Linked DNA regions of Mus musculus: region 2 is linked to region 1. The links are chromatin contacts, called in public promoter capture Hi-C maps. All regions are on one chromosome and are shown on one strand. Each heading gives the region's core, a stretch centred on a gene start, on an enhancer-like site or on the middle of the called end of the contact. The rest is flanking DNA. Distances are from core to core; before and after follow the strand shown.

Region 1 (4,502 bases), core at 1,250-3,749:
AGAACAGACAAATTCAAGTGCCAGTGGTGGTGGCATATTTAATCCCAGCACTTGGGAGGCCGAGGCAGGCGCATCTCCATGAGTTCAAGGCCAGTCTGCTCAACAGAGTTAATTCCAGCACAGCCAAAACTACACGTGAGACCCTGTCTCAAAAACACAAGCTTCTTTAGGGTCTGGCTGGAGAATTGTAGTTCTCACCCTTCATAAAGGAAATGGTCCTTTGCAAAAGATTTAGATCATCACAGAAGACCACAACTGATCAAAACAAAGAGCTGTGGAGCCTGGTCCCAACTAATACCTGTAAGAAAGTCCCGCAGCCAAGGCTCCGTGATCATTAAAAAGACAGAGGGACAGGAGGTTTGCTAGATATGGTCTGTGTCTCCTAGATATGCCAGAGACTATACAGCCATAAAGTGTCACCAACATGGCTTCCTAAACGAGACCTGAACAAGGATAACACCAACTGACATGTTAATGTCTGGGAGGGAAAGCTTACAAGGCCTCAACCCTAAGCAAAAAAAAAAACTACAGGCAACTAAGAAATTCTGAGAGCAAGTGAAATAGTGAACATCAATTGATTATCCAATACCAAATGACCAGTCCTGGGGAAATACACATAATCAACATGATTATGAGAGAGCAGCTGTAGTTATGTATTTAGGAATATACACATCCACACATTCATGAAGCTGTTGGGATTAAATGAGGGCTCACTTGTCTGGTATTTATGAGGCCTTAGGCTGGATCCCCTACACAAGAATAAAAAAGTATTTCTCTATAAGACATGCAAAGTAACGTTCATCCTATCACACGCACTATATACATGTTTCATATTATTGGACAGATGCTGGATCACGGAAAACACACTATACCAACTAAAATATACTGTGCTATAACTCTGGGTTTTCTTTTGTAACAAATACTTATTTTTTTTTTAATTTTATGTGTGTGTTGAGTGCACATATGGAGTCAGATCCCCTGTAAGTGGAGTTATAGATGGTTCTGAGCTATCATGTAGGTGCCGAGAACTGAACCTAGGTCCTTTGGAAGAATATACGCTGCTTTTAATCACTGAGGCACCTCTCCAGCCCCCTATAGGTCCTTTTTAAGTGGACAGGTATTATTACGCTGTCATAGCTAGTGTGATGGCCTTTCCTAGATGTGACCCTCACTACAGATCAGTACATGCAACCTGGTGGTTCCAGACTCTAGAACCACTTCTAGAGGTCATCATATTGATGCTTGTGAATCTAGTGCCAATACCTGGTTATAAAGTGTGAATTAACCTCCTGGGCTCAAGTGATTCCCAGTCTTACCACCTTAGCAGCCAGAACTGCAGGTCTACGGCTACTCCTGCTTTAGGCTGGTTTTCTCCTGGGACAAGTAACCAAGTAGCAAAACTCTTTAAAAAGACTCTGCTCAGAAATCATCTTGCATAGCATGAAGCTACAACTAACTTTTTGCACACCAATGATGGGACTTCTTTCACCTGCTGCTTCTACTATACTCTGTACGGACTGTGTCAACCTTTATAGGCTTCACTGCAGGCATTCATTTAAATGCCTATTAAGAGTGAGTTCCTTGAAGTTGGGGACTATGTGTTGTCAGGATACACCCAGTCAGATGCCAGATACTATATGTGGAATGAGCATCTGTGAACCTCACAGCAACCCCACATTAGTGTTAAGCTCAAATGTGTACAAGAACACATTTGGAACCCAGGTGGCTAGAACCTAAAGTTCCTGTTCTCAATCTCTGGGTTAAGGAGGAAAAAAAAAAAAAAAGACGCAACCTAAGAAACAAGAATACTTATGAACCTAACCAATCATAAGGCTAGACTTAAAAGTTTCAACTTTACCGTCGTGACTCCCAATACCAAGTCGATGAGTCTCACCAGCCTCCAAGTTTTACAGGAGGCGTTTACAGAGTCCCAGTCATGCCTTCCTCACAGTTGCCGTCTTCTGTCCTAAATTGTAAGATCGGCTACTGCATTGTAATTGGTTTGCCAAACCTTTGCGCGCTGCCTAAAAGGGCCTTACTGTATCCCATTTAGTCCCTGCCTTGAGCCCAAATAAATGTGGGACGAATAAATAATGTGGAAACCATGTCAGCAAGGCACCAAGGGAGTCTAGTGCTCACTCGGTGTGACTTCGGGCAGAACTGTCCCTCCCTGAAACTCAGTTTTTCCATCTGTTGCACAAGGCTTGGACTCTCCAGTCCCCCAGTCGGGACGCATGGCTCTACGGCCAGGGCCGGCAGTGTCTCGCCCGGCGATTTCGGGAGCGCAGTCCCTGTCTGCCTACTCGGGTCCTGCTCGGCTAGCTGGCCTCCCTCACAGGAACCCGGCTTTCCAGCATCCGCGCGCCGCTCTCCCTGCTCAGCCAGCTCGTGCCCCGCCTGGCACCGCACTAGCCCCGGCTTTACCTCAGCTATCCGCACGCCGCAGCCTCTCCCAGCGCTCCCCACGCCGCCTCTGGCTGACAAGCCAAGAGCGCAGGCGCGCGGTGGCCGAGCGGTTCGATACGACGCGCCGACTCAGGAAGGAGGAACGAGTGCCGAGTAATAGATGGCAGAAGGCAAGGATGCTCTTGCGGAGCGTGCCGGAGACCAAGCGACCGACGAGCCGTGGCGTGGAGTTTCTGTATTGCTGCCTAGTGCTTGTTAAATGTCCCCTTCAATCTCTAACGTTTCGGAGTTGCCATTCTAAATCCCAGCCTCACGGCACTGTAAATTTGGCTTGTCAATACTTTTTGTTTTGTTTTGTGATTTTTTTTTTTCAAGACAGGGTTTCTCTGTGTAGCCCTGGCTGTCCTGGAACTCACTCTGTAAACCAGGCTAGCCTCGAACTCACAGAGAACCGCCAGCTGCAATCTCCCCTGCCTCTGCCCCCGGTAGACTGGGATTAAAGACCTGCACCAACACTCATAGAAGATTCAAGAATTTAAAAAAACAAAGCAAAACAAAACACCTACTAAATTCCCTTGCAAGCCAGCGGTTGGTTAGGCTTCTAGTGTGCAAGATGCCTGATTTGGCCTTTGTGTCAGCAAACTTTAGCCATTCAAACAATAAATTCATTTCTGATAGTGTGAGAACCGGACTTAGAGCGTTTCTCCCTGGGAGGTAAAGCCCCTAAAACATTCCCCCAAGCTTGTTTTCCCTGTTCTCTAAAAATACAGCTAGAAAGAAGCTCTTTGTTCTCTATAGCCAGCAAAAAGCCTTTTTGTTTCTATACCTTACAACCAGAGATGCGATAATTGTAATTTTACCAAGGATACCCGGCAGAGAAGAGCTGTTGAGTTATTGGGGTGCGGGCCAGCTCATCCCGGGACTTGAGCTGAGGCCCAGCTTTGGGGGTCTTACAATAGCACTTAATGGTTTGAAGAGAGTAAGTCGGGTTGAGCCTTGGGAAAGAGCCTTGCAAGCTGACTAGACAGCAAGTGCAAAGATCCTGCCCGTGGTGGTGAATGCCTATAATCCCAACACTTGGGAGGCAGAGGCAGGCCTATGTCTGTCAGTTCGAGGCCAGCCTGGTCTACAGAGTGATTTCCAGGACAGCAGGGCTACACAGAGAAACCCTGTCTCAAAAAACAAAAAAACAAAAAAACAGCAACAAACAAACAAATCCCAAAAGAAACCCCGGAGTTCAATAAAGAGTAGGAAGGGCACTGCAGCAGAAATAAAGTGAGAGGGGAAGTGGGTGAGTAAAGGCTACCAGAGGGAGCCAGATGGAGGAGACCAGAGAATTCAGACCCCACCGGCTTGTAGGCTATAGCAAGGAACATAAGTTTTTTCTGTGGAATGTATAATGAACATAACGTAAGAAAACAGAGACAGAAGCACTCTTTTTTAATAGCTTCTTAACTCAGATAGCACAGGAGGAAACAAGCCCCATGGTGTCTGCAGCCCAGGGCCTACAGTCCTGTCTTCATATTGGCATATAAAAGCTTTTAGTGTGGTTGTGCATGGTATTGCATGTCTGTGATCTCAAAGGCTGAGGGAGAAGGACTGTAAATCCTGAGCTAAATAAGGAGACCTGTCTCAAAAGTAGGAGTGGGGAGTGGGGACACCACAACGGTGACAACTTAAAGGGAGCATGAGTCTAAACTGGAATTTCACAGTCTGAGCCTAGGCCTGGGCCTGGACCTTTGATTGAGCCTTGGCCTTGACTCAAGCTATTTTGAATGATTGCTTATTTGATCAGAAATTATTGAGCAGATGAACATTATATGACAAGTTTTGTCTGTTGTTGTTGTTGTTGTTATTTATTACTATTACTATCATCCCTTTGAGATAGAGTCTCACAAGGCCCAGGCTGTCCTCAAACTTTATACCTGAGGCTGGCCTTGAGCCCCTGGTCCTCCTTTATCCACCTCTTGACTGGTGGGATTACAGGTGTATACTACCATAGCTGGCTTATGTAGCACTGGGTATCACACCCAGCGCCTGGAGCACACTAGACAAGTACTCTATCAACTTTACTATGTCTATAGCCAACAAGGTTT
Region 2 (4,550 bases), core at 8-2,507, 310 kb after region 1:
GTACATACCCCTAATACCTCACCTGAGCCTGAGCCTGAAGCTGGGATCGGAGTTTAGTAACTTCATCCCAGAGAGAGGAGCTGTGGGCTTCAGTACAGCTCAGTCTCTCTCCAAGAGTGGGAGTCTTTAGAGCCCAAGGCTGTTGAGCTTGGGCCTCTGGCTGAGGAGGTAAGCGATGAGAAGTCCAGGTGTCAGCCAGGTCCCCTATTGTGGGAATAGGGAAGGGACAAGAGCAGGGTCTGTCTGTGTAGGAAATCAGAGGACAGGAAGTAGCTGGGATTTGTACAGAACTGTGAGCTGTACAGGCAGGCACTGAAAGAAAGGAGGCTCTGAGAAGACAAAGGGCTGGGAGAAAAGACAATACTTACCTGTAGAGGAAACTCGAAAGGGATACAAACTCTGCTACAAAAAAAAAAAAAAAAAAAAAAAAAAAAAAAACCAGCAAACAGTTCAACAAGCCAGTGAGCTCTCAGTGCCCTTTACTAAGCCCTAGCCTAGCCTCCCAATGGGAGGGGTTAGATGGGGATCCCAGAGGTCCCCCTCTTACCTTAATCCGGGCCATATTTTCATCAGTTGAACTGAGAACCGCATGAAGCTGATCAGACCAGCTAGGGCTCCTGTTCATCCTGGAGCACTTGAAATTGCGTCTCTAACTTTCCCTGTTCTTGCTCTTCCACACTCAGATACCCGCGGGCCAGCCCAGGACAAGCCACAGAGTTAGATGGAAATAAGGAAAGTGGGAATATATTAGGGCTACAGAAACAGTGCGATAGCAATACTGTGAATCTAGAACTACGGAACAGAGTACTTTGAAAAGTGGGGGGTCGGGGAGGGGGGAAGAAAACAGAATAATATCGAGAGGGTAGAATGAACCGAATTTTGGTTGAGACCTCCACAAATCAAGGACGCTATCACCACTGAGACAAGTGACAAGTGCCGCTCAAGAGTTCAAACTCTGGTAGGCGGAGAATGAGATTTTAAGTACCGGTGCCGCAGCGCCACCCGGGAAACTGAGTCCGCTTCTTGCGGAGACCACAGGCAATAGAGGGCGGAAATACGTTTCCCTGGAAATACGTGCCCTGTGCGTTCACACTCACACCTCCCGTGAAGCTCGTCGGGACACGGAGTCTTCCAGACTCGGTTATGTTTGGGCTACAAGGACAAAAGTAACTACGTGTACCAAGATGCACCGTGCAGAGTCAGTTGAGTCCGTTACTATTCCTTTACTTCTTGGGAAATGTAGTCCAGCCCTGATGGACGCATACAAGCCTAAGTTAGCTATGAGACTCCATTTCCCAGCAAGCTCAGCGTTCAGCGTGCGTTATGGAGCCGCGAGTCGCAGAGCTGAAGCAGAAGATTGAGGACACCTTGTGTCCTTTTGGCTTCGAAGTTTATCCCTTCCAGGTTGGTTTGTCTTCCCTGTGGTCCTAGGGTGAGCTCTAGGATTGGCCTTGGTGCCAAAAGTGTGAAGGCCGGTGAGCCCTTCTGATCCTCTCAACCTACTGCAGCCATCTGATGACCAGGTCGTGTTGTAAAATGGGGCTTGATTAAAAAACGTAGAGAAACACATGTTTGCCCTTTTATGTCTTTATGATGTCAAACAAATGAATGGGATACAGCCCAAGATCCCCTAACCTGTCATCATTATAATTTACCAGAAAACGGTCTCCCGGTGTGGGCGGGATCATCAGATTCTTCCAAAGGAATTAGAAGAGGTCAAAACTTGGAAGGTTGGTGTGACAGTGTACTCGATCAGATGAAGAGAGAAGAGTATTCCTAATGTTGAACAAGAGACAATTGGCTAGTTTGTTCGGCCAGCCAACAGAAGGCTAATTCATGGTGTTGCTTGCCATCAATACGGGACTGAGCATAGAAATTCCTCACGCTCGCCTGGTACAGAAGTCTCTGTAACCACAGTCCCTCTCCACCCCACCCAGCCCCGCCCTATTCCACACTTTCCTCCCACAGTGCTGAGTGAACAAAATTATGTTTAAGACACAAACTAAAATCCGCCTGTGTCCTTTGGCCTATCTTAAGATTCCTAGGCCATTGAGCTTTCCAGGGGAAGACTTGTAAGAAGATACTATTGAGAAGTTAAGTCTAGTTTGAAAGCCATGCTTGAGGTCTTGGGTTCAATTCCTAGTAATGAGGCAAAAACAAAATTGAAAGCTGAGGCTATAAAACTAAGTGAGATGTATATCTATCTATCCATCTATCAGAAATTTATCTGATAGGTGGATGGCTAGCTAGCTAGAGTGCTGGCTTAGCATTTGCAAATCTCAGTCACCAGCACAAAAACAGAGAAATGTATATGAAAAGATGGATTGAAAGGAGAGGAGAATTATGTACATTCTAGAGTCAGATTGGGACTGGAAAGAGAGCTCAGCAGTTAAGAGCACTGACTGCTCTTCCAGAGATTCTGAGTTCAAATCCCAGCATCCACATGGTGGCTCACAACCATCTGTAATGGGATCTGATGCCCTCTTCTGGTGTGTCTGAAGACAGCTACAGTGTACTCACATACATAAAATAAGTAACTAAATCTTTTTTTAAAAGTCAGAATTTGGAGGCAGTGATGGAAGGTAGTGATGGAAGGCAGATATGGGAAAGAATAGAAGTGCCTATGTGAATGTGAGGCATGGTGGCTGAAGCCTTTGACCCCAGCACTCAGGAGGCCGAGTCTTCCAGACCAGCCTGATATACATAGCAAGCTCCAGGTCAGCCAGAGCTATAGTGAGACCCCATCTTATTTTAAACTTGTGTGTGTCTAGTCTGGATAATAGGAACTATTATACTGAGCAGAGTTAGCCCCGCCTGTCTCCTAAGGTCTTGCTACTCACCTTTCCAGTCCTATATCCAACAGCCACCATGAATATCACCTGAATCTTCCAAACACAGGTTGTTGTTTTTAGCCCACCAACCTATCCTATATCCCAGAACACTTCTCACATATGAATTATTATAATCTCCTTGCTGCCATCTTGGCTCCAATCCATTCTCTACAGCGCAACCAGATCTTAGTAATGCAATTATTGGTCACTTTATTCTTTTAAGGGTTAAATGACTCCTCATCTTCACCAAGTTGGTGCCATAGTTTTTAAGTTGATATGTAAGGCCAGGCCCAACCTCTCTCCTACTAATCTCTCAAGCCTTCCCCTAGTGCATTTCCTTCTTTTTTTCTTTCCTTTTTTTTTTTTTTTGGTGGGGGAGAGGGGCGGGGGGATGGGGTTCTTTTTTTGTTTTGTTTTTTCGAGACAGGGTTTCTCTGTGTAGCCCTGGCTGTCCTGGAACTCACTCTGTAGACCAGGCTGGCCTTGAACTCAGAAATCCACCTGCCTCTGCCTCCCAAGTGCTGGGATTAAAGGCGTGCGCCACCACGCCCAGCTTCTTTCTTTCTTTTTCTTTTTTCTTTTTTTAATTCTCCCCACCCCCCCCCCAAAAAAAAAAAAAAAAAAAAAAAAAAGACAGGGCTTCTCTGTGTATCCCTGGCTGTCCTGGAACTTGCTCTGTAAACCAGACTGTTCTCAAACTCAGAGATCCAACTGCCTGAGCTTTCTGTGTTCCAGGTGGCGTGGTACAATGAACTCCTGCCTCCAGCCTTCCACTTGCCCTTCCCAGGACCTACCCTGGCCTTCCTGGTACTCAGCACACCTGCTATGTTTGACAGAGCCCTCAAACCCTTCTTAAAGAGCTGCCACTTCCAAACACTGAGAGACCCGGTGGATCAATGTGTGTCCTACCACCTGAGGAGTGTTACAGAGGTAATGTGGAACTTTCCTTCAACTCCCAAATCCACATCTGCTTCCCTGTTGACCTAGCTTAGGGCACAATCTAGCCTTAGGGCTAGGAGCCCTGACATTCTGCAACTTCTTTTTTTTTTTTTTTTTTTTTAAAGATTTATTTATTTATTATATGTAAGTACACTGTAGCTGTCTTCAGACACTCCAGAAGAGGGGGTCAGATCTTGTTACAGATGGTTGTGAGCCACCATGTGGTTGCTGGGATTTGAACTCCGGACCTTCGGAAGAGCAGTCGGGTGCTCTTACCCACTGAGCCATCTCACCAGCCCCCTATTCTGCAACTTCTTACACCCAGGTTTTACCCTTTCCTTTAGCAGACTCCCCATCTGAAATCAGTTTCGTAGGGTGACTACACTGATAGACAACTAGAGGAACCTCTAGTCTTAATCTTTTTACAAATCTTTTTTTTCCTTTGTTTTTATTTATTTATTATATGTAGGTACACTGCGGCTGTCCTCAGACACTCCAGAAGAGGGAGTCAGATCTCATTATGGATGGTTGTGAGCCACCATGTGGTTGCTGGGATTTGAACTCCTGACCTTCGGAAGAACAGTCGGGTGCTCTTACCCACTGAGCCATCTCACCAGCCCCTCTAGTCTTAATCTTAAAGATGTTGGAATATTAGTAATCCAACATCTTTAGTCATTGGTCATTGACTTTAGTCATTGGGTTCTATGCTGTCTGTGGAGCCTTTGAAGGCAGAAGACTATTTCCCAGCCTGTACTCATTTATATACACATAAATCTTTAC

Evidence for each region. Capture Hi-C pulls out chosen DNA fragments and counts their contacts.
Region 2: a promoter capture Hi-C map of adipose tissue shows a contact between it and region 1. The contact joins the promoter of Mmachc here to the promoter of Eif2b3 in region 1. A contact is called at or near these places in 1 of 39 promoter capture datasets (hippocampal neurons), 1 of 15 datasets of contacts at CTCF or cohesin (the NIH/3T3 cell line), 2 of 115 datasets of contacts at active chromatin or transcription factors (bone marrow-derived macrophages and embryonic basal ganglia) and 4 of 9 other capture datasets (adipose tissue, liver, macrophages and 1 more).

What each region holds. Positions count from the first base shown.
Region 1 is chr4:117,017,399-117,021,900 of GRCm38.p6, reverse strand. It overlaps Eif2b3 (eukaryotic translation initiation factor 2B, subunit 3), which reads right to left and starts at 2,499. Exons shown (of 12, transcript NM_001111277.2): 1 at 2,425-2,499.
Region 2 is chr4:116,705,092-116,709,641 of GRCm38.p6, reverse strand. Mmachc (methylmalonic aciduria cblC type, with homocystinuria) reads left to right here and starts at 1,257. Exons shown (of 4, transcript NM_025962.3): 1 at 1,257-1,404; 2 at 3,567-3,761. The coding sequence starts at 1,324. Ccdc163 (coiled-coil domain containing 163) reads right to left here and starts at 1,047. Exons shown (of 10, transcript NM_026714.3): 1 at 548-1,047; 2 at 369-402; 3 at 23-204. The coding sequence starts at 625.